4 separate regions of the Mus musculus genome follow, and all the other regions are linked to region 2. A link is a contact called in public Hi-C, HiChIP or PLAC-seq and promoter capture Hi-C data. All regions are on one chromosome and are shown on one strand. The core of a region is the stretch at or near the end of the contact, and the rest is flanking DNA. Distances in the headings are between cores, read along the strand shown. Region 1 has its middle 84 kb from the start of Gm35517. Region 2 holds the start of Htr2a (5-hydroxytryptamine (serotonin) receptor 2A). Region 3 has its middle 34 kb from the start of Gm24540. Region 4 has its middle 36 kb from the start of Gm35517.

Region 1 (6,819 bases), core at 992-3,491, 540 kb after region 2:
TCCAACCAGAAACACCTACATGGGATTTCCACTGTTTGAGTAAGGAGAGAGTAAAGCTTTTTGAGCATCTGCGTTGGTAGCAGAGATGTCAGTAGAAGACTCTAGCTATAGAAGCACTAATCACAGACAGGTAGCTACAGCAACAGCTGACACCTTTTTAGGTTACTTTGCAACATAGCTTTCACTGTTGCTTTTGAAAGCTTAACTTTTAGGGACTACTTTTCTACCTCTCCCAGAAACTCATGAGCTACCTAATGTGTGTTAATAAGTGCCCTTTTTAACATGATAATACTGACTCACAGAGACAAGCAATAGCCCAACAACCCAACAGCCATAAGACTGTGGGCTAGTGAACGTGAGATGAAATGGACCAAATATGCCATTTGCGCAAGATGCTAACTATATACAGAGATGCCTTGTCTTTCTTGAATAATGCACTGTCTGATTGACTTTGGCCAGCACCACAGCTTACTTAGCCATCAAAATATAATTCTCGAAGCAAAGAGGTTTTACAGTGACTTATAGTAGGTACCTCCATCACAAACATCTAAGTGCTACAAACATGAACTCAAGTGATTCACGCTGGCCATCAGTGACTCACTTGCTCCTCCAATAGTGGTTATTTTATGACTCTGAGTTGCTTTTAACTGAGCAAGTGCCACTAGATAGAAAGCTAAGGTGTTTTGTTTGTTTGTTTGTTTGTTTGTTTGTTTTTGTTTGTTGTTTCTGTTTTGTTTTGTTTGGGGGTTTTATTTTTATTTTTGTTTTTGTTTTGTTTGTTTGTTGTCTTTGTTGTTCAGTTGTTGTTTTTGTTTGTTTGTTTGTTTGTCTGACGGAAGGCACACAGCTATGGACCAGCATAGGCTAATACTCATGAGTCATAGGGACCAAGAGCTATTCTGAAGGGACAGTGTGTTTTTTGTTCTCTTCCTGGGTTGTTTCCATGCAGGCCTTTAGCATTCTTTGGCCCAGACACATTAATGACAGGAAGGGGAAGTCTCATCTAGAAAAAAATGCCCTGACAATTTGAGAGGACATGGATTCAATAGATGGGCAGAAGCAGACTCCAAATCCAAGTACGTTCTGAATGATGAGGCTCTTGCTAAGTAAGAGCAAGTGTTTAATCCTAGCTTAACATACCCCAGCCATGCACCAATGTGTTCAGAGAACATGAACTTTGTCTCTTCATCATGGATGCTGCTGCAGGAAAGCTTCTCAGAATAATCATTACAACTCACAGGATTTTCAAGATCTCAATGTCTCCTCATTACCCGTGTCTCATACTCTCCAAGCACAAGGAATTCCAACACCTTTAATGGTGATTCTAAAAAACAGTGTTTTCTCATGTCCTCCTTACCTGCCTTAGTGGATAGGTAATGTATACATACTTATCGTTGTCTCACTATGACTGTAAGTATCATTGGATACTACCCTATTGTGCAGTATTATACAGCCAGTACTGAAGAAAGTTGTCAGTTCTAAGTTTTGAGATATGAGTTGTAACTATGTGCAAGCCATGCCGACTAAAATCAGTATTTTTGCAAAACACTGTCATCCTGGATCAAGAATGTCTGCTATATGATAGCAGAACTTTTATTTCAAAGCCCTATTACGTCAACTGAAACTATGGCTGTCTTCTTTGTATAAGGTTATAAGTTCAAAGCTTGCAAATTTTACTAATTGTAACATCAATGGAAACCATGAAGCATCTTGACAGGTTCGAAGTCAAGAATGTGATTAGAAGTTATAGTCCTCTACTCCCCACACATTCCTCTAGACTTCTGGTCACAATTATGACAGAAAGGTTTCTCACACAGCTAAATATCACAGATATGGAAATTCTAACAGCTGACTGCAAAACCTCAAGTTACTCCTCAATGTGTAAGGTTCTAAAACACACAATAAATGCCAGATGATTATCCTTCTAGCCTGAATACTATCGTAGTTGTCCTGGAAGAAGGAAGACACTCTACAGAACCATTTGTTTGCTCCTTCAGCTGTCAGCACTTGGAGAACATGGATCCCATTGAATCAGAACTATCAGAAGAGATTTGTGCACGCAGTGGAATAAAAACCCTAGAGCCCTGATGTTAACCAGAAAGAGATCTGGTCTTCCAGAAAGAAATTTCATAAAGTGTCTTAACGAATGTGCAAGACAGTCCTGAACTAAGAAGCCAAGGCAATGATGTGTCAGTCATAGCCAGGCCCACACATGAATCAGAACTGCTTAGTCACACATGCCTCTTGGGACCATGTCAGTGTCTTCAGAATGCATCACTTTATTTGTTCATCTTTCAACTGTGACCATACTGTGTGAGTTTTTTTCTCTCTATTCTTTATTAATGTATTTAATTGGCCTATTCAGTCTATGTTGCCAGTGCTGCCAGGGCCGCAGTCTTTAACCGAAATTTTGCTAATATTATACATATAAAAAGCAAATCAACGTCATTCGCAATATCTATACTAAGTATCCATACTAAAGCATAATTATGTTGCCACTATGAAATTTTTATGTGCTATTATACAATTGTTAATTATTTGGAAGCCATACTACAGACAGAGATATCTAAGCATTTCTCAGCATTTGCTGTGGTTTATGGATGACAAACATTTAATTTCTTGTACATTAACATGTAAGCATACATGTACACAGCTGGAGATACGTGAAAGTACTACAATTTCCCTAACCATATACTTCCTACAGAGTTCACATACATGTAGTGGCTCAGGCAGGGATGCTGTAAAAATTACTATGAAATGGGTAGCTTAAACAATTTCTCTAACACTTATGTAAAATGTATTATCCCTAAGACTTAAATATGAGGGCACTCACACAGAGAGCTTATTAATTAACAGCATGTGCTATAAGTCAAAGGGTTTCATGCTCAGCTGGCTCAATGTTTTCCAATGAATTAGAAAATAATAAATGTAAACACTTAAGACTATACAAGTTTCTGGAACACTGAGTAACTGTCTAAATTATTAACACAGCCATGGTTAACTGTAATCAAGACTACACAGAGGGTCAAAGAGAGGCCAAGTTTTCATCCCCATAACCATAAGTGACTCAGAATGGGACTGTAGCTCTGTGGTCTACCAGGAAGGTGCAAACGCTGTGTAGTATGCTGGCTGGAGTAAATCCCCATGATTCTTATCCTCAGCATGGCCCACTAGGACAGACTCCCTCTGCTGTTGCCAGATCTCACTAGGACCTGGGTCCCAAACTATATATGATGCTTGTATTATCATCAACAAATTTGAAATCTATAAAACAAAATAGGTAGTGCTTGGCTCAGAATTTCAATCCCAGTCCCAATCAGCAAGTCACTATTCTCTGTTGCAATAGAAGCGGAGAAGACTACATTTGAAAGGCTCTCCTGTGAGTAGAATACATTCAATCTGTGCATGCATACATTCTTAACTTCCTGCTACCTACCCATCAATTCTGCCTTGAGCTATTTTTAGTAGAGACATATATTTTTTTTCATGCTAGAGGTCTTCATTATTTTAAATTGGATTTAAGATAATATTGTCTTGAGAAGCCCTACATTCATAAAGGATTGATATGATCAAGAGACCCATTTGCCTTAACTATATACTGTTGCCAAAGAATATATGAGATGTACCAGTGGTATAGACCTAAGCAAGAATGCACAGTTTGTGAAATAAGCTTGTTTCCTAGCAACCCAGGTGGTATTTTGCTGTTGACAAAAAAATCCTTTATGATGGAAGGTTCAGAAATCACTTGGTGTCCTGTCCTTGTAAAATGTGTACTGCCTTTTGGCAACATAAACACATATTTTGACAAGAGGGATTAGCATTTCAAAACATGAATTTTGTGTGCAGTCATTCTGACTTGAGTATAAGCACACACATGCAGATTTTATTAAGCTGATGATGACAAGCTAGATTATTTCAGCGACTGCACAGATTAATAATAATACCAATCCTTTTGCTCATTTCCTTTAGGAGTCTGTTCATTCTCAATATCTCTAAAGTTGAAGTGGAGGTCCCACCCTAACTCCATAATCCTTACCCCACTTGCCTTTGGCAACATTAGGCATAGTTTTATTCACACTTATACATCACTAAATCTTCAAACTCTCCCCAGAGATTTGATTATTGCTTGAATGTGTCCTTGAAGAATCTAATTCCTTTACAACTTGCACTGTCACACAAACCAGTTAAAAGAAGTCCTGCCCCCAATTTGGAGGGATTTATTTTGACATAAGATATCTATCCTTGGCTAACTTACCATGACTATAAAAGGACTGAATCCTGGCCCACATTTGCAGATCTAGAGAAATGTGCAGGTGAAGTGGATTTCTATTCTGGTCCTTAGCTATTCCCTTTACACAAGGCCTTGAAAGTCCGATAAAAAAAAAAAAATCAAGATCTAGCTAGAGATTCTTACTGGTTTTAGTTATGCCTGATTGAGCCACAAATTAACCTCAGAAATATACAAGACAGCATGACAAGTACTTCCAGGGTCTATAAGGCAATGTAGCTCCTGAGCGTACTAAAGAATGCCCCATGCTTTCAACTTATAAAAAGTCACACTGTGTAGAGACTGCGAAGAAGGAACATGAACTCCCTCTTCCTTTAGTTCCTCAGGCATTAGTGTGGTTTTGAAGAATAAAAATAGCAATAAAAAGGATAGAGGACTAAGGAAGAAAGAGGGGGAGAGACAATGAGGCAGTGGAGGAGAGGAATGCAATCAACAGGACAAATTCTTCACAGAATTCATAATTCATTCCAAACTCGGATTTAGGAGTCTCTATTTTGAGCAAAGAATTTGGGATCTATCATCATTCTGACTCTTCCCAGAGAGCAAATGCTCACTAAGTAAGCAGAAAGAATCTCAATTAGCAGATAATTCTGCAAAAGTATCTAGATTACCAGTTTAGGAAATACTGTCAAAAGATGCTAAACTTTACAAAAAGCTTCAAACTGTGTGACTCACAAGCTAAGCTGTTTGTCTCAATTCAAAGGACTTGACTCTTCCCTGGCATACTGGAGAGTGTTTGCATCCTCCCTTTACAAGTTTCTATTGACTTTGACTTTCAAGAGCTAACTTTGATTAGCAGGATCTCCATCTCCACTTAGCTTTCCCATTGTCAAAATAGACCTACATCAATAATGGCGCTAAATTTCATATTTTAAAGGGATCATCAGCCTAAGAGTCAAGAAACTTATCTAAGTGACTTTGGGAAAAATCCCATGATTTCTACAAAGTTTGATTCTTTTTTTTTTTTTTAAATAAAAATGATATTGAGCAAGGTGATCTTTTTTATTCTACTATGCTAAATTTTCTATCATTTGCAATATGTAAAAGCAAATGACTACTTAGCTGTGTCATAGGATATTTTGGAAAACAGGTAAGACAATGAAGTATACAGAGTATTTTAAGCTAATTAACTGAGCCAAATATTATATATACCTATGTCAGATAGTTTGGCTAACAGTATTAATATAGTATTCCTCTATCCTCTAACCCATAATGCTTTTTTCAAATTTCATAGTCTTTACTATGTTAGGCCTAGAGGAGGGATTCTAAGACACATCTACGAATTTGAAATTCAATCAGTTGAATTTAAATGTAAATATCAGTGTGAAGACTATTATAATATGCCCACAAAATATTATCTCATGGATTCAGTAGCAAAATCTCCTTAGACCATAATTTTCTTCTACTAATATCTATCTATTCTTATATATTAAGTTCATAAAAAGGGGGATTTCTCTGCCATGTCATCAAAACATGGTTTAAGCCTAAAAGAAACAACAAAAGTGAATTGAATACTCACATTTTGGAAGCAAATTAAGACTTAGAACATTTTTTGGTAGTAATAATGAGACCAAATATCACCCTCTGGCCCCTGTGTGCTGCTCATGCTGTCAGACTTAAGCATTCATATAAAAGGACAAGGCACAGAGACACACAAGGAAAGAGGAAAACCATACTTTTACAGTAGGCCACATTTTTTTTTTATTTCATATGAGCCTATCCTCTATGAAACTTATTACTTCTACCACTCATAATCCCTCCTTTCCTTGATCCCTCTAGGCACCAAAGAAAGAAGTTCATGGCTCCCAGGGCAGCAGCCCTGGCTCTAACATTAATCAATGCATCCCCAGAGAGAGAGAGAGAGAGTGACCTAAGCACTGCCTGACATTTCAATGAGCTGGGAAAGTGTGCTCAATATCTAACATTCAAATCATGAATAAATGTCTACATTAGCATTGCAAACATTGTCAGTAAAGTCCAGGCTCGGGTGAGCCAGAATCAACTCAGATTTTTCCGAATTTCACTTTTTTAAAAAATATAATGGGAAAAAAATTAAACTGTTAGAGAATGAATAGATATCCCAGACTACACATAAGTGTGTGTGCATGTGCATGTGTACACACACACACACACACACACAAACACTTATATAATCATACATACAAAATATTGCCCAAGAAGTTACAATTAGTTACGGTCTTCTGCTTGACCCCCACAGGCTGATCAAGCACTCATGTAATAAAATATTGGAAGATTGCTGTATGTTCTTGAATTCAAAGTGCATCTGATAAGACCTAGGGAATTTCTGCACAAGCATCATATTTTAGCCTTACTGGAAGGAATGTTTTTCCAAATAAAGACTATTTATACCCTACACATAACAAAATTAACTTTAAAAATACTTGCCTAAAAGTTTTAAAAATGTTTGAGTTGTGCAGCCAATCAAGAGGCTGGACATTTTTCCCATTACCACCAAACATTCATGCATGCCTCTTAGAGTCAAACTTTTGTGAAAGAACAACTTGGAAATT
Region 2 (6,908 bases), core at 1,595-4,094:
TCTAGCTTTAGTCTCAGGAAAGAAACTTCTCCCCTTAAAGTTTCTTACCAAAGGGTAAGAAGAGAATATTTGTGCAAGACAGGTTTGTGAATTGTGTGCTAGGGCCAGCCTGGCTAAGTGTCAACTAGACTCTAGGCTGCATCCCCAGAAGTCGTCACTAGGGGGCAGCCTTGTACCCCGAGCTGAGTCCAGGGACCTGCTGCACTTCCTACGTGGCCAGGATTACCCCTGCTGCCCAGCAGGTCCCTCTGCCTTCCTGCTGTGGTTTGGGTTCTTGCAGAGTCACCCTGCTCACCCCATAGTAGGGTTTGCCTCTGAGGGCTGGCCAGGGTTTTAGGAAGTGAGAGCATCTCTCCCGTGGCTGAGAAATGATAAGCAAATTTAATGGAATTATTTGGGTGTGTCATTTGAATGGTCAAGCCGGGGCAAATGGATGCTTGCTACTCCTGGCTTGCTTCCTTCTTCCTTGAAGCTTTTCGGGGCTGGATGGACATGTTCATATTGTAGCCTCTAGGACTTGGCCAGAAAATTCCCCTGTAAAGGTGAATTTTAGGGAAAACTGCCTGTAGTTCGGGTGACTGCCAAGGGCATGTGCCAGTAGTGCGAATATTCTTTCATTTGCTCATTGTTAGGAGGGATCCGGCTGTATTAGTCACACTTTGAAAGAGTCTCACATTCTGCCCCTCCATGAAAGCCATCCCAGTGTTTGCTGACTTCCTGGGAAGTTTGACACTGTCAAACCGTAGCAAGGAAAGCAAGACTGAGAGCTTTCAGTTTGTTTTCCACCCTCCAAAACCAGACAGGAGTTTATGTGTGTGCATTTTTTAAAGAATAACTCAAAGGTTTTCTTAGATATTGTCTTCTCTGGGCTTGGGGGGGGGGAGGGGGCAATTAAAACCAGAGTAATTCATTTATTCTAATGGAGACTCTGAATATTTTAACATTAAACCCACTCCTCCAGCACTAATGCTCTCTCTGCAAATGTTCCAAGGTAATTGGGAAGGTTTTACCACTCCATTAGAAGTGCTGAGAACCCGGTGAGAAACAGAAAACTGTTCTGTCCCGAGGCTGGCAAATAAAAGCAGGAAAAAAATCGCATGGGCACAGAATGACAGCTAAATTATGCTCACAGAGTATTGGAATACAGGTAATAATTTCTCTACAAAGATGTATCCATTCTAAGACACACAACTCACCAATGACCAGGTACTAGGCTGTCTGACTTTTTTTTTTCTCTCAAGAAAAATAAAATTTTAAGACTAAAACAAAGTTTCCTGTCTATTTCTCTCCTGGAGCCCCAGTCCCTCCACTAACAGCATGCACAAGCTCTTTGGGACTATGGTGAGGACAGCTGACATGCTAACACCACTCACCATACAGGATGGTTAACATGGACACGGGCATGACAAGGAAACCCAGCAGCATATCAGCTATGGCAAGTGACATCAGGAAATAGTTGGTGGCATTCTGCAGCTTTTTCTCTAGGGACACTGCCATGATGACCAGTATGTTTCCCGCAATGGTGAGAATAATCACGACAGTTGTCAATAAAGCAGACCAGTTTTTTTCCTGGAGATGAAGAATGGAGAGGCATGTCGGTGGGAGGTACCCTTCGCAGGAGAGGTTGGTTCTGTTTTCAGCATCAATTGTCCAGTTCGAGGCTTCGGAAGTGTTAGCATCCCTGGAGTTGAAGTCATTAGGGTAGAGCCTCGAGTCGTCACCTAATTGCATTAAGGAGTTTGGAATTGAGCTCAGGGAGATATTGTCTTCACAGAGAATTTCCATGTCTAAGCCGGAAGTTGTAGCAGATGAAGTGTGGAGAGACTAGCGAGTCATAGCCGGGGCTCACCATTCATCTTTACGTCCTGGAGCTAGGGCATGCTGAAGCGGAGACCTGTGTGGCTCCTCTGGCTGCTTTCTCCTCTTCCATAGTAAGAGTTACAGAAGTGTGATGGCTCTTGATTATGCCTCGCTTCACAGTGCTAGGGAGAGTCCACGGCGGAGCTGTAAGTTCTCACGGAAGCAAAGGCAAAAAAAGCAGTGTGGAGCATTTGGAGACACAAACGTGTTCCTGGTTAAGGAAGAAAAGTTTTGTATCCGGTGAGAATCTTTCAGCCAATTCTCGGGTTGGATATGCTGCTTTCAAGAGTTCAGCCATCACAAAGTTAAAACAGCATGAGATCCAAAACGAGGAGGGAGGGCTGTGTGCCCTCTATATTAATTAAGGAAGTCAATTAAAAATCCACGCAATGTTAATGCCATCATAAGGGTTAACCCTTTTTAGTCTCAGGCAGAATCGCCGCAGCGATGGTCAGGAATTTCAGCTTGTATCTCTGGCTCAGTTAACGAAAGGAAAACGCATCCCGAAGCGCAGCAGAGAACTTTCCACATCAGAAATTCTCGCGGCAATGACGGCATTCTAGCCAAGCGTGACTTTAAGCAGAAAGAAAATCCCACAGCAGTAAAGGACAGCAGCCGAGGAACTTACATTCATTGTCGCCAGGGTCCGCTATCCTGTGACTTGCCTGTCGCATGGTGACTAGGCCAGTGTGGAATCCCCTCTCTTTGAGCTTCTAGCAGCATAAGATGATAGTAATTTGATTTCTGTTTCTGCTGACTTCAAAAACCGCATGCCGGTTCCAGCACGGTTGAAGTCTGTGCTGGCTGCTTCTGCTACTGCTGAGCTTGGTTGGGTCTTCCCTCCCAGAGCCTGGCTGCTTGCTGAGGCGAGCGCACAGAGAGGAATCAGTCACTAGGGAGCCCCTCTCAAAGTCACACAAAAGAGCCGCAGGGAAAGTAGGAAACGCTGTCTGTATCAAGAGGCTCCCGGAGCTCCAAAAGAATAAGCCCCTCCTGGTTGCCTCCTTCCTCAGACCTCCCTCTGTCACTGTGTCATAACCTGCAAGGTGGCAACAGCCAGGAAGGGCGGACCAAACAACCCCCTCCCCCGCGCGCCCCCATTCTTTCTGCTACAGGTTAATTAGGAACCTTTCCTTAAAAAAAGAGAGAACAAGGAGACAGCTTAGGGGACAGCAGGCAGGAGGGGTACATGGCAGTCATATTTTTAGGCTGAGGGGTGAAGAATGAGAAGATAAATAAGGCTAGAAAACGGCATGTCCTGGGATCTGGGAGCATCCAGCACTTCTATCCAAGCCAGTGATGATGTGTCCAGGAGGGATGGCTGACCGTGGCGACATGAGTTCAGAGGAATCAGGAAGTCTGTGGCAATAACTGATAAACTATCAGAACAATTTTTAGTTACTTAAATGCATTTAAGCACACACACTATTGCTATGTGTATGCATCCTGTAACTAGCTTACTTTTCTTCATCTCAAACCTGTCGCCAAGAAATAATGAAAAACTTCATGTTAGAAAATGAAGGGTTTTGTTCTATTTTGTTCTATGTTTTTTTCCCCCAGAAGTGACCCTAATGATAAAGCGACTCACATGCAAAAGAAGCTCTCTCCCAAGTGGTCCTTAAAGGAAGATAGATGCACTCATGACAGATAAGAAAATGGATTACTTTCTTATAATAATCCTGGACACCAGGGGCTTTTGGGGGGTTCTGTCCATCTCATTCTTCTCTCTGTCTTTTACATTCTCAGTTCAGCCACTCCTGTGCCTTCGATGTGTTGTCAATTCTCCTCATGGCAGTGAGCTAAATGTCCAGTTGCCTTCTAGATCCGTTTGTCTATGACCCAGGAGACCTTCCATCCTGACCCTCTCTTTGAGGTTTATTGCCACATGTCCTCCTGGCTCATGAAATCATCATACGGTCCACCCAGCCCTTCATCCCTTCTTCCTGCCTATGCCCAGAGGTTCCCAGCATTCCCTGCCCCGCACGCAAAGTTCTCAGCTCTCCTCTGCTCAGCCCACAGTGGGGAGCCCTTCTGCTCTTCCTGGGCAGGCACATAATTTCCCAGATTGCCTACCTGGGACTGGGCTGCTGGTCTTGTGAGTGCAGTGCATGCCGTGTGTGTGTGTGTGTGTGTGTGTGTGTGTGTGTGTGTGTGTGTGTGTGTGTGTGTGTGCGCGCGTGCGTGTGCGTGCGCGTGTGCGAGTGCGTGTGCGCGCGCGCTAGTGCGCACGTGTATACAGAGTAGGTGTGGGAGTCATAGTCCTTTGGTTCAGAATCCAGCTTTTTAACTCATACAACCTAACTCAGTTGCCTTTAGAGCCCAGTGCTCTCTCCTCCCAGGGTGGTATTTAGCTCCATCCCTGGGTTACAGTGAGGTATCAGACAACATGCACAAATGTTTAGCCTATGCCTGGCTTATAGGATGCTCTACATTTTACACTAGCCATTTTATTCCTATTAAAATTATTACTGATTGAAGGAAAAACACATCACTACCCTCTTGCCTATATTCCTTATCTCTTCTTTGAGGGATACACAACCCTTTTCTCAGTCTGCTCATTCTCTGGGGCCCCCATTTTTCAGGCCTATACTCTCACAGCTTTTTCAGGGGCAGCCTGGCAACAGCCTGAATCTTCATAATTCTGACATTTCTCATATTTTGCGTGCTTGAAGTTCCTCGAGACTGGAGTGTGGACTGCTCTCACTGCCTGTCTTTCTGTATCCTCCTTGTGAATTTCCAGGGTGCAGCTCCCAAGTTGAGAATCCCAGGTTGGGCACCTGTTAGTTACCTCTGTGACTTTGATTAAAACTCTTCAATCTCCACACCTGGTTTCCTCATCTGGATGAAGAGGAATGGGATTAGCCATGCACCTACTTCAGAGAGTTAATCTCAGAGCTAAGTAAATTTATAGATTTGCCTTGCATATTACAAGCCCATAGGTTTTTAGCCTTACTGCTGTTATTGGATATTTCTTTCAGGGAGCTTGCTGGGTGCCATCCTCCCCCAGTGAAGGCAAAGTCGTCAGCATCCTCTGCAGCCTTTCGTTTGGATGCTAATCACAGTGAGTTCAAGCCACATGAAGGAAAGAGGAGGTGTGTGTGTGTGTGTGTGTGTGTGTGTGTGTGTGTGTCTTGTTCATGGTTGGCTGCATGGTTTTTCATTTAGATACTCAGGAGATAAAAGTGTTAGTCAGCGTCTAATGCTTTTTGAAGGTGGCACAAGCCCGTGATCTCAGTTGTTTAGAGGGCTTGGGAAGTAGGGTGGTAGGTTCAAGGCTACCCTGGGGGAAACTAAACTATAAAAACAGGGTTACTTGCAGTTTTTGCGGCTTAATGGACAAAACAGTATAGACATGATCTCTCTAGGTTGTTGACTACTGATAATAGAATGTGAGTCAGACTGGGTAGGAAGATCGTTGCATTCCTATACGTTTTAGATAATAACAAGACTATTGTGACATTTTAATATATGTGTAAATGTGATATGTTTCAATAATATTCAACCCTACTGATTCCAAGTTAGATAGTCCTTTTGAGTTTGCAGTGTGTTGGTGGCTGTGTTGGACACTGAATGTTCTGTCCAGCACCCCCTGCTGGACTGTAGTGCTGAACTTTGTTACTGTGGGAACTATTAGCAGATGGCTCTCAGCTATGAAAATTACTCTCAGCCAAAGAGGCCCCTTGACATGTGGCGTGGCAATACTACTTTCTTGGGGTGCGGGGAGGTAGTTCTGATATGATGACCTTTGAAGGCTGTCAGTGACCTCCTTAGAGGAGCTTCTCCTTAGATGTGCTGAGACTCCCCCTCCTCTGCAAGCTGTGCCCCCTCCTGTGAGCCCCGCCCCCCACAAGCCTCACCCCTCTCCATCTTCTGCTACCCTATAGGTGCTGATCTCTGTAAGCCTTCCCCAGTACACCCTCTCACACAAACCTGCCTGATTTGGCTTCCTGGGTAACTCAGCCTAAGACTTAACTTTCCCAACTCCTGTTTCAATGTTTGTTTATTTATTTTCCACCCCCTGGATGAGTCTGTCCTACAGAGAGCAGAAGTAGAATGGTTGCTTAAAGTGAATTCTGCTTTAGAATAAATTTCCAGTTACCAATGGACAATGGCTGCCTTATTACTGCTGGAAGAATCAACAGCTCAAATCAATTTATTATTTGAGGCAGAATTCTCAAATGATTGGGCTTTACATATGGGGGTGCCTTTTATAATTCATTTGTTTTGAATAGGCCAACAGGAAATGGTTGATTAAAGTTGCTTTAAAAATTGCTGGAGTAGCGTTGGAAGCCCTTGCTGAACCTCTTTTGTTTCCCCTCCCATTCTATAGCCACTTGGTTCCTGAAATATTAATGCTTTATAGTTGTTGAAATATGTGAAGAAAAAGTTCTGTGAGTAAATAAATCTAGAACATATTGCATCTTTATAGCCTTCTCTTAAAAATACACTGTGTGCATTAGCATTTTAAAGGCTATGGGGAGATGCTGTAATAAGGAAATTTGCTTCTATTTATCTCTTTTCTCCCTTCTTCCAAAACATTCACTGTAGGTCAATTTTATTTTCTTTCAAAGAATTGAGTTATATTTTGCATTCATCAAAATATAAAGGCCTTAAATATGTAATTTAGTGAGTTTTGAAAAATGTATACACCCACACAACCACCACCCAAATCAGCAAGCCTACCATTTCCATATTTCCATTACTTTTGAAAGTCTCTTCATATCCATGGTTGACCTCTGCTTAAGCCGGAGACAGCTGGTTTCCTTTCACTCCATGGAATGTCTGTGAGCTCTATACAGTTTGCTACTGTAAAACTCTGTGTGTGTGCATGTGTGTGTGTGTGTGTGTGTGAGACAGACAGACAGACAGACAGACAGACAGACTGAGAGACAGACACAGACAGAAGGTGGGTGGGGTGTGTGGTGTGGTGAGACCAAAGGAGGAGGATATCTGGTGTCCTACTCTGTCACTTTCTTCCCTATTCTCTTAAGATAGGTCTCTTACTACACCTGGAGCTCACTGTTTCTTGGTCAGCTGGTTAACCAGAA
Region 3 (6,908 bases), core at 3,938-6,437, 910 kb after region 2:
GAGCTGCATTAAAAGTAGTAAGGGAAAATGCTCAAATAACATATAAAGGCAGACCTATCACAATTACACCAGACTTCTCACAAGAGACTATGAAAGCTAGAAGATCCTGGCAGATGTCATACAGACCCTAAGAGAACACAAATGCCAGCCCAGGCTACTATACCCGACAAAAGTCTCCATTATCATAGATGGAGAAACCAAGCTATTTCATGACAAAACCAAATTTACATAATATCTTTCCACAAATCCAGTCCTACAAAGGATAATAGATGGGAAAGTCCAACACAAGGAGGGAAACTACACCCTAGAAAAAGCAAGAAAGTAGTCTTCTTTTAACAAACCCAAAAGAAGATAGCCACACAAATATAAAAGTAATATCAAAAATAACAGGAAGCAACAATCACTGCTACTTAATACCTCTTAACATCAATGGACTCAATTCCCCAATAAAAAGACATAGACTAACAAACTGGATACATAAACAGGACCCAGCATTTTGCTGGATACAGGAAATGGACCTAGGTGTCAAAGACAGAAACTACTGCAGAGTAAAGGGCTGAAAAACAGTTTTCCAAGCAAATGCTCCCAAGAAACAGCTAGAGTAACCTTTCTAATATTGAATTAAAGCAAGTTTCAACCAAAAGTTATCAAAAAGGATAAGGAAGGACACTGCATACTCATCGAAGGAAAAAAATCTACCAAGAAGAGCTCTCAATTCTGAGCATCTTTGCTCCAAAAGCAAGGTCACCCACATTCAAAAGAAACTTTACTAAAGCTCAAAGCACATATTGTACTTCACACAATAATAGTGGGAGACTTCAACACCCCACTCTCATCAATGGACAGATCATGAAAGCACAAACTAAATAGAGACACAGTGAAACTAACAGAAGTTATGGAACAAATTGATTTAACATATACATATAGAATATTTCTTCCTAAAACAAGAACACACATGTTATGTACTCACTGATAAGTGGATATAAGGCAAAGAGCGTGGAATACCCACAATACAACTCACAGACCACATAAACCTCAAGAGGAAGGAAGGCCAAAGAGTAGACGCTTCAGTCTTCTAGAAGGGGGAACAAAATAATCAAAGGAAGTAGAGGGTCAGAGAGACTTGGGAGGAAGAGAAGGAGAGAGGAAAAAGAGTGGAAGAATAAAGTATGGCAGAACATGGAGGAGATGTATAGAGGGTCAGGAAATTGAACAGAAGTGTGTAGCAATGGGGGATGGGGAACTGGAGGTAGCAAAGAGAAAGTACCAGACATCAGGAAAACATGAGCTTTCCAGGACCCCACGGGGTGACATTAGCTGAAATACCTAACAAAGGGGAGGGAAAACCTGTCAAGACCATACCCAGAGTTAGGCATGGCACTGGTTGAGGGATGGAGTCACCCACCCATCTCCAACAATTATAACCCAGAACTGCTCCTGACTAAAGGAAATACAGGGAAAAAGAGTAGAGCAGAGACTGAAGGAAAGGCCATCCAGAGACTGCCCCAACTGTGGATCCATCCCACATGCAGACACCAAACCCAAACACTATTGCTGATGCCAAGAAGTGCGTGCTTACAGGAGCCTGATACAGCTGTCTCCTGAGAGGCTCTGCCAGATCCTGACCAATACAGATGTGGATATACACAGCCAAATATTGGACTGAGCACAGGGGCTCCAATGGGGAAGTTAAGGCAAGGACTGTAGGAGCTGAAGGGGTTTGCAATCTTATAGGAAGAACAATAATATCAACCAACCAGACAACCCAAATATCCAGGAACTAAACCACCAACCAAAGAGTACAGAAGGGGTACCCATGACTCCAGCTGGATATGTAGCAGAGGACTGCCTTATCTGGCATCACTGGAAGGGGAGCCCCTTGGTCCAGTGGAGGCTTGATGACCCAGGATAGGGGAATGCTAGGCCACTGAGGCAGGAGTTGGGGGGTGGGGGAGGCAACAGAGGGAAGCACCCACATAGAGTCAGGGGAGAGAAGAATGGATGGGGGCTTGTGTAGGGGAAACTGGGAATGGGGATAACATTTGAAATGAAAATAAATAAAATAACCAATAAAAAATAAGAAAAAAATATTTTAAAAATTTCAGAAAGTGTTGTGGTCCCTTGTCCTAATACATTGCCTTGTTATTATAGTGGCATGTTAGTAATGTGAAAGCATAATGTAATTGGAGAGTGATGTTCACTCATTCTTATGGATGTTCAGGTAACATCTTAGAAAAAAAAAGATCCAGAATAACAATACCTGTTTTTAAAAAGCATTATTATTTCAATATAAAAAGCAGAGATTACTGAAGAGAAGTGAGTTCATACTCCTAAGCCCAAAACATCACATGGTATTAGAAAGAAAATATAGATAGAATTCAGTACACACTTCTTATGTAGACATTTGGCCAAGGGAGACGGTCAAATTACACTGACAAACTGCAGCATCCTTCCAACGTGCACAGCTACCATTTCCAAGGTACCATCATCTCCCTGTTTCTTCTCACTATGGAAGTTTTCAACTGCCCCCCCCTCCAGACTCTCCACAGTCCAAGATCTATCTCTGTGCATCTGTGTGTCTCTGTGTGTGAGTGTATTATGATATAATCCAATTAATATGATCCAAACAGTAACGTGGTTTAAAGAATATAGGCACAGGATGCTGTGAATAAGAATCCCTGTAAGGGAGCTGTCTAACACAGGCTGATCAAATGACAAGAACCTCAGCAGCTATGGAGCCTCTCAAATGTGGCCAATCCTGATAGTCACAGTTTCTCTTAGGCCCTCTGAAGTGCCCTCTGAAGAGCCATTCTTGGTTCATCTCTGGTCAGACCTAATATCCCTATAAACAGTTAAAAAGCATTTGCAATGTATGAACAAAGCTTGATTCTCTACCAATTAAAGGGCTGAGAATACATCAGATAGTGTCTGAGACCTATAGCTGAGTCTTCCCTTGCTATCACCATCCATGTATTTTTAAATTGCCTTGATTTACAACTTTCTTTGTTCTGCAACTATAAAAACTCCATAAAACTGCTTCCACATTGCCACATTATATTTGAGGAGACCTAAATATATGTTCCCAAGCCACACTATCTCAAATTTGGCTCCAGAATAAACTCTCTCATTCCCTTTGAAGTGAGAGCAGAGTTTCTTTCATTGACAGTATAGCACAGGAAATCTGAATTTTAGTTCAGTTGGTCCACAAAGACCTAACTGCAATATATGTCCTCATTTTGAATAACAGTTATTCTCTGTCATTCCTTTCCAAACTTCTAGCTCATTTCTACAGAGAACTTTATCACAACCTGAAAAATACTAGATTTCTCCTTGATGGAAATTAAGATCCTTTAGAACTGTATAGAAACAAGCATCTGCAGTGATTAACTTTCCAAAGAAAAAGTCATTTGGACTTTATGCTTTTAGAGGACCCAGGCACTACAGTCAGGAAACTCTGGTTTGGGGGCGCTGTAGCGTGGAACTGCATCACGGTGGAAGTAGAGTGTAGAGGAAGCTGCTCACGGTAGATTTTGAAGGCAGCAGAGAGATATAGCAGGTTGTTTATTTTAAACAATGAAGAACAAACACAGTGGGAAAGGGCATCTGCAAAAAGGGAAGGGAATATTTGGAGTTTATACAGGGGTCCAGACAAGACCATTTTATCTTTAGAAACTGCTATTAGGATGCAGGTGAGGGTGGGTGACTTAGTTAGACCGAGGCAGTGAGGGAGAAGGGGCTGCAGTTTCAACACAGGGGCAGGGGATTTCATCAAATCTTAGGGGAACATAAAGTTCCTTGGTCAAGGTCTGGTAGAATGTGTTCAAGGTTTCTTCTAACAGTTCACCCTATAGCAACCAAGTAACAAAAGGAGGAGCTAGCAAGCCGCATGAGCCCCTTGAGAATCCACCAGTTTCTTAAAACCCTGCATGAGGCCCATCACTTAAACATCCATTACTTCCTTAGAGCACCAAGCTGGGATCCAAGCCTTAAACATGAGCCTTTGTTGACTGTCCCAGACCCAAACAGAGCAAGAATACACATGCTGCAGTGCCTGTTCATTGGTCAGGGGCCCACCAAACTAAACAACATCTAACCAGATAATCGCAAAATAGTTTTGAGGGATGAAGGAGGTAAATGATGAACTTTTTCTAACAACATGGTTAGGATTACTTTCAAGTGAAGGAGATGATGGTCACTTAAATTATTACAATAGTCTCAAGAATGCCTGGTATCTCAACTAAGAAAGAAGAGCCCTTGACAGCAGCTGACCTGTGAGTCACCCATCAAACATGAACCATCTCAGACTATGAGATTCTAACAGAGATATCTGAAAACAAGATAAATAAAGCAGAACAGAGGGGCTTCATAATTTTATCTAAGCACAGACAAAGACAAGGTCATCCACAACATGCCAAACATGCCATCTCTTGACCAAAAGGAAGCCTGTATCTTTTTTTTGTTATTATGGCTTTAATCTCTTACTCCAGTCTCAGATTTCAACAGGTGAGTCTCTGAAATGCCCCAACTGGAACTTTTAAACCATTCTAACAGCATCAAATCTACAGTAAATCCCTGTTCCGTGCAACCCTAACTGTAGCCACTCAGCCAGAGCCCAAGTCCTATAAATATTCTTTCCCATGAGCCTCTTGGTATGCGTTCTCTCTCATTGCAATGACAAACGAAACCTTCTCAATGACAAGAGTGTGGAAGTGTTACTGGGGGACAGAATTAACACAGTATTGAACACAGCAACATCACTTGAGCTGCTCCACCAGGCCAGACACTGCGCTGTTTTTTCATTTAGTCCCACAAACAACATTATGAGATAGATTCTATTATCTCTTTATAGATAGGAAAGCAAGCATACCCGTTCAAGGTCAAACAGATAACGAGCAATAGAATTAAACTCAAACTCAGATATTATACTGACCTCTCTCCTGATGGCTTACTCAAAGGAAGTTAATTCTTTATAGAACTGAGTCTCTAAACTTTCTTGACAAAGACAGTGTGTTCTATGAGAGGAAAGCAACCTTGGAATCCAAGAAAGATAAGTATTTCCGCATCTGTTCAGAACATCCTGCAGGGCTCCCAGCGCTGCCAACTCTGTTCTTCTCCCCTTCTGCTCTTCAAAGTGGCTTACTCACTGGCACCGAATTTGCATCACAAAGCCAGTTCTCCATCAGTACATTCTTTTAAAGCTAGAAGTGACTGTCTTGCTGGCTGCAGAAGCTTTTCTAAGCTAGAGGGTACTGCCAAAGGAAAGGTCCTTTTTCCTTTCACTGAAGCAACAGACTATTTCTCCAACTGTGCCCAGGCATTCCTCAGCCACCACTGAATGGGCTGAATTGACAAAACATCTCCCTCTTTTTGAACTAATAATAACCTGGAACAGTCACACTTGGAGCTAAAACAGAACTGAAGGCTACAGGATACAGGCCCTGCAAGAGATGAAAAGAAAAGCCAACAAACGACACGACACAATAGCCTCTCAAAAAACATAATCCTGGTCTTCTGTCGTCTTTGCTCATCTTAAGGTGAAAGCTGCAGGTTTCAGTGGAAGTTGAAGCTGCAACCAACTCACATCCAACCCAGGTGAGTCACTGACCAGATGATAAGGATGTTTCTGGGACCCACGTGTAACAATACAAATGGACAATAGGTAGCCCATCATGGGGCTCTTTCTGTATCATCAACTTGGTTTTACACGTTGGTACAAAAATGGATGTTTATTGTGGAGCAAAGGAGGCTCACAGCCACACTGCGGGGATGTAGTTTCCTTCTTGAGTCTGATTTGAATGATGTAAGTAAGATGGCCTCACACACCAAAGGCCTGGGAAACTTCCTGAAATGCCAGCTGTGAAGAAGTGTGAAGAGGAAGGGGATCCCTGAGGCACTTTCCTTTCTCCTAGAAAAGCCTACTTTCAAATGCTGTTTCCTCTTCAGCTATTAAGTCCACTCTAGTGCTGGGTGAAGTACTTAATTGGCAGAACCCACCTATCCTTGTGCACATTAAAGAAATATAAACACTATTATTCAAGAGAAGTACAAACATCAATATAATACCTATGACGTCATTTCCGGTACAAACACTTCCAGTCTGTGAGGGAAGCTGGGAAACACAGGTCTGTGACGTATCTACTAAATCTGCTATTACTAGTTTCATAAAAGACAAAACTCAAAGGCTGACCAAAGCCCACCTTTGTTAAGTTGCAATTTAATTTCTCTAAGCCCTCATCTCTCCACAACCCATTGCTTTTATAGAAGTCATGAGACAGAAGGAAATTTGAACTTTTAACCACCAGTATTTGCCTATATCCTGCTAGAGTTCCCCTCTATATCCTGCTAGAGTTCCCCTCTAGCTATGTTTGGTTTTTTGGTTTTTGGTTTTTGGTTTTTTTTTTTTTTTTTGAGCTATGACATCATAGGTTTTCATGTTCAGTATATGACATTGACATTGCCCGCTTCAACTTCTATGGTTACCTGGTACAGATCAAGCCAGTCAAAGTTCCAGCACTAATGGGGAGAGGTTCTAACAACCCACCCCTTGCTCAGGAACTGTTGGCAGTTGATGACTGAACTCAGAGATGAGTCATTTTCTCTGGGGATGTAGCTACTGGTAGACTGTCCCTTCTCCAGTTGATGGCCCCACACCTGTGTACATATGGAAACTAGTTGAACCCAGGGTTTGCAATTCAATTAAGATGAAGTTGGAAGTGGAGTTTAGTGAGGAACCCAGGAAGAACAGGAGAGGGAAGCAGAGGATGAATATGACCACATTGTATGATGCTTGAATTCTGCGAATCATAAATTAAAATATCATTACCATAGCTTAGGTTTATTCCAAACTCTTTCTGATTCTGAGATTGAATTCTGTATCTTAGGCACTCCTTTACATCAAGTTTTATTTT
Region 4 (7,736 bases), core at 339-2,838, 590 kb after region 2:
GATCTCACCTTCTTCAGCACCATCTACAGAGCAATACACTCACTCTGCTATAACTCTTGCTATATGGTGGTTTGAATAAGAATGGACCCATAGGCTCCTATACTTGGATTCTTGGTTATCAGGGAGTACCACCACTTGAGAGTGATTAGCAGATATGGCCTTGATGGAGGTGTGGCCTTGTTGGAGGAATTGTGTCTCCTGGGGATGGGGGTGGAGGCTTTAGGGTTTCAAAAGCCCAAGCCAGGCCCAGTGTCTGTCTCCCTTCCTGCTGCCTACAGAAACAGATGTAGAACTCTCAACAACTCCAGCACAATGTCTACTTGCATGCTGCCATGCTCCCAACCAAGATGAAAATGGACTAAACATCTGAATCTATAAGCCATCTCCAATTAAATTTTGTCTTTTGTAAGAGTTTCTGTAGTCATGGTGTCTCTTCACAGCAATAGAATACTAAGACATGCTACTAAGTCCAAATGCAGCCACTATGGCTCAGCAAGCTTTTGGCGGTTTCCCCAGGTAGTGACCTCAACAAAATAAACAAGACACCTGTGTTATAGTGTTTCCAGTCTACTTAGAAGACAGACACTAAATAAACACGTAAAGTTCAGTGTGATTGCAATCTTAAATGAGATGAAAAGAGAGGAAATGACTGTGGAAATTGGGGAGGGCTCACCTTAGTAAGAGTCCCAAGGGCAAACCTCTTATTTTTGCCACTGATGCTCCAAAGATGAGCAGTAGCTTTTACAGTAAATGCAAGGGCACTTTCCACACAAACTTGGAGACTTGGGAAGAACAGAGAATACTCAGGCATGCACTGAAAGTCAGTCAGAGGGGCTGAAAGAATGGCATTGGAGCCTGGGGAGAAACCTGAGCTATGCTTCCTGTCTGCCATGGAGACAGGCATCTGGCAAAGTTACATCTGCTTCCCTGGAGAGACTGGGAGCAATAGAGGAATAGAGACCATGCTGGGCTTCTACAATAATGCACAGAAGAGAGAGCTGAAACACAATACCAGTAGGGTACCGGAAGTAAAGTGGGGGCAGGAGCAGTGACTCAGAGCTTCAGAGCACATAGTGGTCTTGTGGAGAATTCAAGTTCTATTCTTGGCACCCACTCTGAGCAGACCACCATCACCTGTAACTCCAGCTCCAGGAGATCTGGCACTGCTGGACTCTGCAGTCACCAACACATAACTCAAAACAATAAAAGTAAGCCTTTAAAAGAAAACTGGACAGGTTTAGGGTGTATTTTGAGAAAGGATTATCTGGACAATCTAGTGATGAAATACTTATGGAAACATAAAGGAGAAGGAAGAAACAAAACTGGTTCTTAGTGTCCAGCCTCACAGGGAGTGAAAAAGATGTGCCACTCACCAACAGGAAAAAAAGTGTGAAGCTTCACACAGACAATGTACCCCAATATTAGTTTATTTTAATGGAATTAACTATATATGGTTTCAATATATTTGAATAACATTTACGTTCATCACCAAAAGAATCTCTTGAGGATCCTGATTAACACAGCAGTTGTTCATAGATTGCCATGTCACCCTGATTCAGTGAGGACTCAGAAAGGACGGAGCTGTGGACTGGAAAGATCCGAAGGGAATGCTTGCTAAGGGTTTTCATTTCTCTGCTGGCTTTGTCTTTGCTGAATCACTCTAGAGTGCTCTGAGATAGAAAATGAGTTTAGTTAACTCCATGCCCTACCCTCAGATGCCTGGGATACAGGTAGACATCCCCAATGATGTCTGAGTCCCAAACAAGTAATCACTTGTGCCCTTGCTGTGCTCGCCTTCCTGCCTCTTTTATTACAAGGTAGGCGAACTACAAGGTGGATGCTAGAGAGACAACCCTGGGAGCCTGAAGGCAGCAAAGCTACAGGCTCAGTGCTCTATGAGAGAATGCTGGAAGTGTAGAATTAGGCCCATGAAATCACATGTGAATGGGAATAAGCTATTTTTATTCAACAATGTCTCACAAATCCTCCTGCTACAGATTCTTAGGTTAAAAAAATACCAGAAGTGCTATGTAGGAAACTGGAATAAAGGAAGAAGAGAAACAAAAAACAGGTACTTTACAAGAGGAAAAAGGAGGTAAAACCATCTTTAAAAGTATGTTTTGAAATAAATAAATATATATACACATATTTATATTTTAACACACACACACACACACACACACACACACATATATCAGAGGAGAGTCAGTATCAATGAATATAAAAAAGTTAAAACTGGCAGATTATTCTTTTGAAAAGGTTTTCCATCTCTGACAAGTGCTCAGTGAAAAATGAGGCAATTACTAAACATAACCAAAAATATATTGTGACATATATCACAGTAACTTATGCAGCTTGGCTGTGAAAAATAGAACTGTTTGGTGTGGGAGGAGGAAAAGGAGATCAAACCGTGCATGTAACATAACAATTACATCTGCATATCTTGTCACAGTAAATAGTGCCTGCTTAGCATTTTTACGAACACAAAAATCTCAACATATAGAAAATGTATACATATGTGAATTTCACTATTTCAATAAAGCACATGCACCCTGGCATTTAAATTGAAAATTTAGCAGTATGAAAAAAATTAACAGAAGACATCACACACCATAAGTAACTGGTTTGCTTCTGGGAAGCAAATGATAGAGCTGTTACAGAGAGGAACAAGGATGCGGTAATGTACTGTGTCGCAGATGCAGATTTAACTCCCTACATGAACCTGGGAAACAAAACCATACTCATAGGCTGTATCGATTCTTTCCAGGAAGTGATAGGTCAAGATGCCAAAAACTAGTAGTAGTTTTAAAATCTCTAGAATGTGATTTCTAAGGCAAATGGTATATATATACATCTGTAAATATACTCCCTCACACTCAGTGCAACTATCATAAACTAACTGCATAGTAACTACAAGACATCAATACTGTCCAAGGAAACAGTACACACACTAGGTTTTTCTCAGACTCTATTTTGCAGGAAAACTAGAAACATAATGAAAACCAGTAAGAATCATGTATCTGAGGACCTGGGACATCTTAGCCACAAAAATGCTGTTGGTAAGGGAGCTGATTGTCAGGAGCATCAGAGCAGAGGACACATCAGAGGCCTGTAGACCACTTAAGTCCAGATGTGAAAACCTGGAGGAAAGAGTTGCAGTAATAAGTACATGTTTACATACTCAAATACATTTTTTAAACTAAGAAAACATTTAAAAACAACAACAGATTAAGCTTTCAACTGAAAAAGGTATGAGCAGAATTTGAAATTATAATTTACCGTTTTAATGAAAAGGAAAAGTTACAAATAAAACAACTCAGATAAAAAAGAATGTTGTACATGTGAATATATTTTTACAATAGAAAATTAACTGACAAAGGTATAAATGCTGTTATTTAACAGAATTTTGTGGGAAGTGATAAATTGGGACGACAGCTACAGCACCTAAAACTGAACAATGGAGACAGTGCTTGGTTGGTGGAGAGCTTGCCAAGCATGCGTGAAGCAGAGAGTTCAATCTCAGTACTGAATACACTGGGTGTCATGGTGCATGCCCGCATCACAGTCCCACAGAGTGTGGAGAATAAAGCTATCAGAAGTGCACAGCAAGTTTAAGACCAGCCTGGGCCACAGATCAGCAAGAAAAAAGACATTATCTGAAGCAGAAGTGAAAATAGGCGTAAGTGGATAATGAAGAAAACTTGATTATAAAGAAACATTCGGGTGTTGGCCATCACAGCAACAGAAAGAAAGGTTCTTATCTTGTGGTCTTCAGCTTAAATTGGCAAAAGTAAGAAAGCCAGATTAAAAAGACAACTGTGTTTTCTGTAATTTGGTGATCTTAAGCTGTATACAGATACAGATATAGATAGGCAAACATACACACACCCATATATACAAATACATAAATGAAATGAAAGTAGAAACAAGAATGCCTGTTTGGCTGACAAAGGTGGATGGAAGGAGAATGAGAAATTGAATATGGTCAAAGGACATGATATACTTTCATGGAAATGTCTGGGTGAAATCTGTCACTATATATAATAAGTATATTACAAAAAATAATATATCAATTATATATATATTTTAAGGTTCTGATGAGAATGGGAAAATTCCAAGCAGTATGTGGAGGAAGGTACACAGAGGAATATGAGAGTAATTTTTGACAAAACACTCTCCTATATCCCATGGGTTTGTAGACTCATGATGTCAGGTACAGCCTCAGAAACTCTCCCATGTTTCCTAAAGAGGGATATGAATGAGCACTATAAGCCTTGATTATAGTACAGAAGGACAGGAATAGCTTGTGTGTCCTGTAAGTGGAGAATACATAGGGATGGTAGTCACAGAATACAGCACTTCAGAAAACAGCTGCAATAAAGAAAATGGCCAGGAGATACAAATAGCTGTTGTAAAAATTAACTATTGGAAAAAGTTCGATAACAAAATTCTATCTGTATACATTGAATATATCTAGTAATTCTTACAATAACCAATATAAATAACATGCTCTAGAGACTGTCCTTAGGGTTCTATATTAATTTCAATCTTCTCAACCAGACACCAAAATTGGCAGACATCACTACCCTCATTATCCAGATAAAGAGTCTGAGTCTCAGACATGATGAGAAATAAGCCCGTGGACACATGCCTAGCATGTAGTAGAGTGATGGCCTCACTCAGGCAGGCAGGTCCATGTTTTCATCCTTGACTTGCACTAATACTTTGCAAAAAGAGTTCTGTATATTCTTTATGGATAAAAACGCATCTGTGAATGTTTATTAAGGGCATGGATGAGGACATTTTAAATAAGGTAAACTGAAAGAAAGGGGAAGTGAGGTGTCTTCGGGATATCATTTGAAATGAAAATAAAGAAAATATCTACGAGAGAGAGAGAGAGAGAGAGAGAGAGAGAGAGAGAGAGAGAGAGAGAGAGAGAGAGAGAGACCATGACTAAGGCAACTCTTGTAAGGACATATAACTGGGGCTGGCTTACAGGTGCAGAGGTTCAGTCCATTATCATCAAGGCAGGAATATGGCAGCATATAGGCAGCTATGGTGCAAGAGGAGTTGAGAGTTCTACATCTTCATCTGAAGGCTGCTAACAGAATACTGACTTCCAGGCAACTAGGATGAGGGTCTTAAAGCCCATACCCATGGTGACACATCTACTCCAACAGGGCCACACCTTCTAATGGTGCCACTCCCTGGGCCAAGCATCTACAAACCATCACATGGGGTGAGGTGAGGATAGTAACTGTCACACATACCAGGAACTAAGAAAAAACGAATTGAGGCCAGTACTGAGTAACTGTGAATTAATCCCTGCTTGCCACATCTGATCAATTCCATGTTCTACTCCTACAGTAACGTCAGAAATAAGTATAAAGAGAAAGAAAAGGATGCTAATTAAGAGCAGTTGTCTTAGTTAAAATGTCTGTAACTTTGATGAGATATCATGACCAAAAGCAACTTGGGGAGGAAAGGGTTTATGTCATCTTACAGCTTGCAGGCCACTCTCCATCACTGAGGGAAGTCAGGGCAGGATCTCAAGGCAAAATTCAATGCAGAGGCCATGGAGGGATGCTGCTTGCTGGCTTGCTTCTCATGGCTTGCTCAGCCTGCTTTCTCATACCATACAGGACCACCAGCCCAGGGAGAGCACTTTCCTGAGGGTCTTGGTCCTCCCACTTCAGTCATTAGTCAAGAAAATGTCCTAGACATTTGTCTACAGGCAACCTGATGGTGGCATTTTCTCTATCGAAGCTCCCCACACCTTTCCAAATGACTCTAAATTGTGTCAAGTTGACAAAACTCCGGCTAGCAAAACAGGTACAAAATAGCTAGTTTTACTAACAGCACTGAGAAAAATTGCCTTTTGTGTTAGTTTTGAGGGTTTATTTTGTTGTGGCTCTTTTGGTTTTGCAATTTTTTTATTGAGTTTCAGAAGAAACAGTATTCTCTTTTGGTAAAGGAAAAAAAAAAAAACAAGTATGTACCAACTAATGGCTCACTCAACCCATCAAAGCTAAAATGACTGCATCTGAGAACCCTCCTACTTGTGAGATGTGATGCCTTCCAAGGACTGGACATTCCAAAGCCTGGATCTTACCCCATCATTTCAAAGGCTGTCAGCTGACCCTGAGTCACTCCAACAGCAAATTCCTATAAAAGGCAACAGAGTGCTCAGTCTTCTACGCAGTTCACTCTTTCATCCGTTAATGCTTTCTTTTTAAGAGCCTCGGTAAATTTTGTATTTTATTTTTGTGTGTGTGCAGTAAGCACAGCTGGTGTTATTTTGCATATTCCAAATCCCATCCTCTGAGAACAGATACCAGCTTGACTTAAGTGCTTGTTAATGAAAGGGATGCCTCAAATACATAGGTACAGTTTAACCTATACATTTCAAACTGCCACGACCTCCCCTGTCAAATCCTTGCACTAAATAAAAATTATAACAGAAAGAGAAATAGAAAAACTGAAATCAAAAATTCAGGTGAAGAGACTAAGGATCCAAGGCTGTAGGCAGCTGTGTTGATAACAAAGAAAAAGACAGAAACATCCTCCTCACGCTAAGACAGCAGAGAGCACCCCTCACTTCAGAGCACTGTGTCGGAGATAGAAAGGGATGGGACTGAGAGAAGGGAGAACCAGACAGTCTGCTTCGCTTAAAGCCAAAGCCACTTGTATATTCATGCTTATATCCATACATGCATATCATACACACATGCATGCATAGCATGTTCAGCTGATTGCAATCTTTGTATATTCATGTTTTTCTCCATACATGCATATCATACACGCATGCGTGCAGAGCATGTTCAGCTGACTGCAATCCTGTCATTTCATAGGCTAGCCTGAGCAGTAGGTTTATTTATAATATTTAATGCAGTTTTCCCTATGTTGCTTCATAAAATATCATGAAGAATATTATGACAGTTCTAAACTTCTGCTTTTTAGTTATTATATTAAAAATAGCATTTTGATCTACTTTTTACCCCTTCAATTACCCAGAGTTCTTGGTGAGATGGCTTGAAAGCTCTGGACAAAAGCCCTGGCATTGTTTGCAGAGGTGTACCCACGAGAGGAGCACTTGGCTTGATTTCCCCTTTCTTCCACTTGCCTTACAACAGCAACTGTGAAATTCTTCCTGAATGAATTGTGCAGCTGTCTGGTTTGATTGCAGCTTCAGAGACTCTGCGCCTCTGACCTCAGCTGAATTGCTGTTTTATTGCTATTTGCAGCAATGTTCCCCAGTAAATCACAACTTCTGTCCCTATGGCAACCACGTACACCTGAGCTGCTGCTGCTGCTTTTTCTGCCAGCAGAGAAACATAGTTATAAGAGGAAATAATCAATCTGCCTAGTGACCTTTTCTGCTTCATTATACTGCTTTGATCTCACTGGATGCTGGGCATTTTCAATTAGGGATCTTCACATTGAACCCAGAAGCTGCGTGCACAAACATGTTTCTTTAGCAGGTAGGTGTAAATGAAAGAACGACATGTAAATTACTTGACCCTTCTAGAGGATGGCTTCCAGGTAGCAGTTGAATAATGCTTGAAGTGTAGGTACAACTCATATAGAGAATTCAATGGCCAGGCATAATTTATGGAGATGAAATGGAAAATAAGATATTTACTTTTTGCCTTGGTTTGCCATTATTGCTCCATTGTTGCAAGTTTTCCCCTCTAGCTTAGCACCTAAGAGAGTAGGGAGTATCATTCTTAGACAGA

The links. Promoter capture Hi-C pulls out the DNA fragments that hold promoters and counts their contacts. A called contact is a pair of places that touch in the nucleus more often than the background predicts. HiChIP or PLAC-seq counts read pairs in DNA pulled down with a chosen protein or histone mark.
Region 1: a contact with region 2 is called in an H3K27ac HiChIP or PLAC-seq map of SST interneurons, with 5 times the contacts expected there. The contact joins the enhancer-like site here to the promoter of Htr2a in region 2. A contact is called at or near these places in 15 of 39 promoter capture datasets (the 3T3-L1 cell line, 3T3-L1-derived adipocytes, the C10 cell line and 8 more), 1 of 484 Hi-C or Micro-C datasets (adipose-derived mesenchymal stem cells), 1 of 115 datasets of contacts at active chromatin or transcription factors (SST interneurons) and 2 of 9 other capture datasets (adipose tissue and macrophages).
Region 3: a Hi-C map of cortical neurons shows a contact between it and region 2, with 2.3 times the contacts expected there. The contact joins the enhancer-like site here to the promoter of Htr2a in region 2. A contact is called at or near these places in 13 of 39 promoter capture datasets (3T3-L1-derived adipocytes, the C10 cell line, the HPC-7 cell line and 8 more), 1 of 484 Hi-C or Micro-C datasets (cortical neurons) and 3 of 115 datasets of contacts at active chromatin or transcription factors (acute myeloid leukemia, embryonic basal ganglia and neural progenitor cells).
Region 4: a contact with region 2 is called in a promoter capture Hi-C map of second pharyngeal arch cranial neural crest, with 4 times the contacts expected there. The contact joins the enhancer-like site here to the promoter of Htr2a in region 2. A contact is called at or near these places in 12 of 39 promoter capture datasets (the 3T3-L1 cell line, the C10 cell line, the HPC-7 cell line and 7 more), 3 of 484 Hi-C or Micro-C datasets (cerebral cortex, cortical neurons and embryonic stem cells) and 1 of 9 other capture datasets (macrophages).

Annotation. Positions count from the first base shown.
Region 1 is chr14:74,095,298-74,102,116 of GRCm38.p6, reverse strand. No RefSeq gene overlaps it. Among named protein-coding and RNA genes, the nearest start is that of Gm35517, 84 kb to the right of the region's middle. Within about 2 kb of position 2,241, at least 15 of the 459 cell types and tissues checked have an H3K27ac peak or open chromatin away from gene starts, as enhancers often do. A contact at or near this core is called in SST interneurons and adipose-derived mesenchymal stem cells, where this site is marked.
Region 2 is chr14:74,636,810-74,643,717 of GRCm38.p6, reverse strand. Htr2a (5-hydroxytryptamine (serotonin) receptor 2A) reads right to left here and starts at 2,844. Exons shown (of 3, transcript NM_172812.3): 1 at 1,374-2,844. The coding sequence starts at 1,785. Gm41210 (a long non-coding RNA gene) reads left to right here and starts at 2,872. Exons shown (of 3, transcript XR_874820.3): 1 at 2,872-4,921; 2 at 6,856-6,908.
Region 3 is chr14:73,730,635-73,737,542 of GRCm38.p6, reverse strand. No RefSeq gene overlaps it. Among named protein-coding and RNA genes, the nearest start is that of Gm24540, 34 kb to the left of the region's middle. Within about 2 kb of position 5,187, at least 32 of the 459 cell types and tissues checked have an H3K27ac peak or open chromatin away from gene starts, as enhancers often do. A contact at or near this core is called in cortical neurons and neural progenitor cells, where this site is marked.
Region 4 is chr14:74,046,958-74,054,693 of GRCm38.p6, reverse strand. No RefSeq gene overlaps it. Among named protein-coding and RNA genes, the nearest start is that of Gm35517, 36 kb to the right of the region's middle. Within about 2 kb of position 1,588, at least 10 of the 459 cell types and tissues checked have an H3K27ac peak or open chromatin away from gene starts, as enhancers often do. A contact at or near this core is called in second pharyngeal arch cranial neural crest, where this site is marked.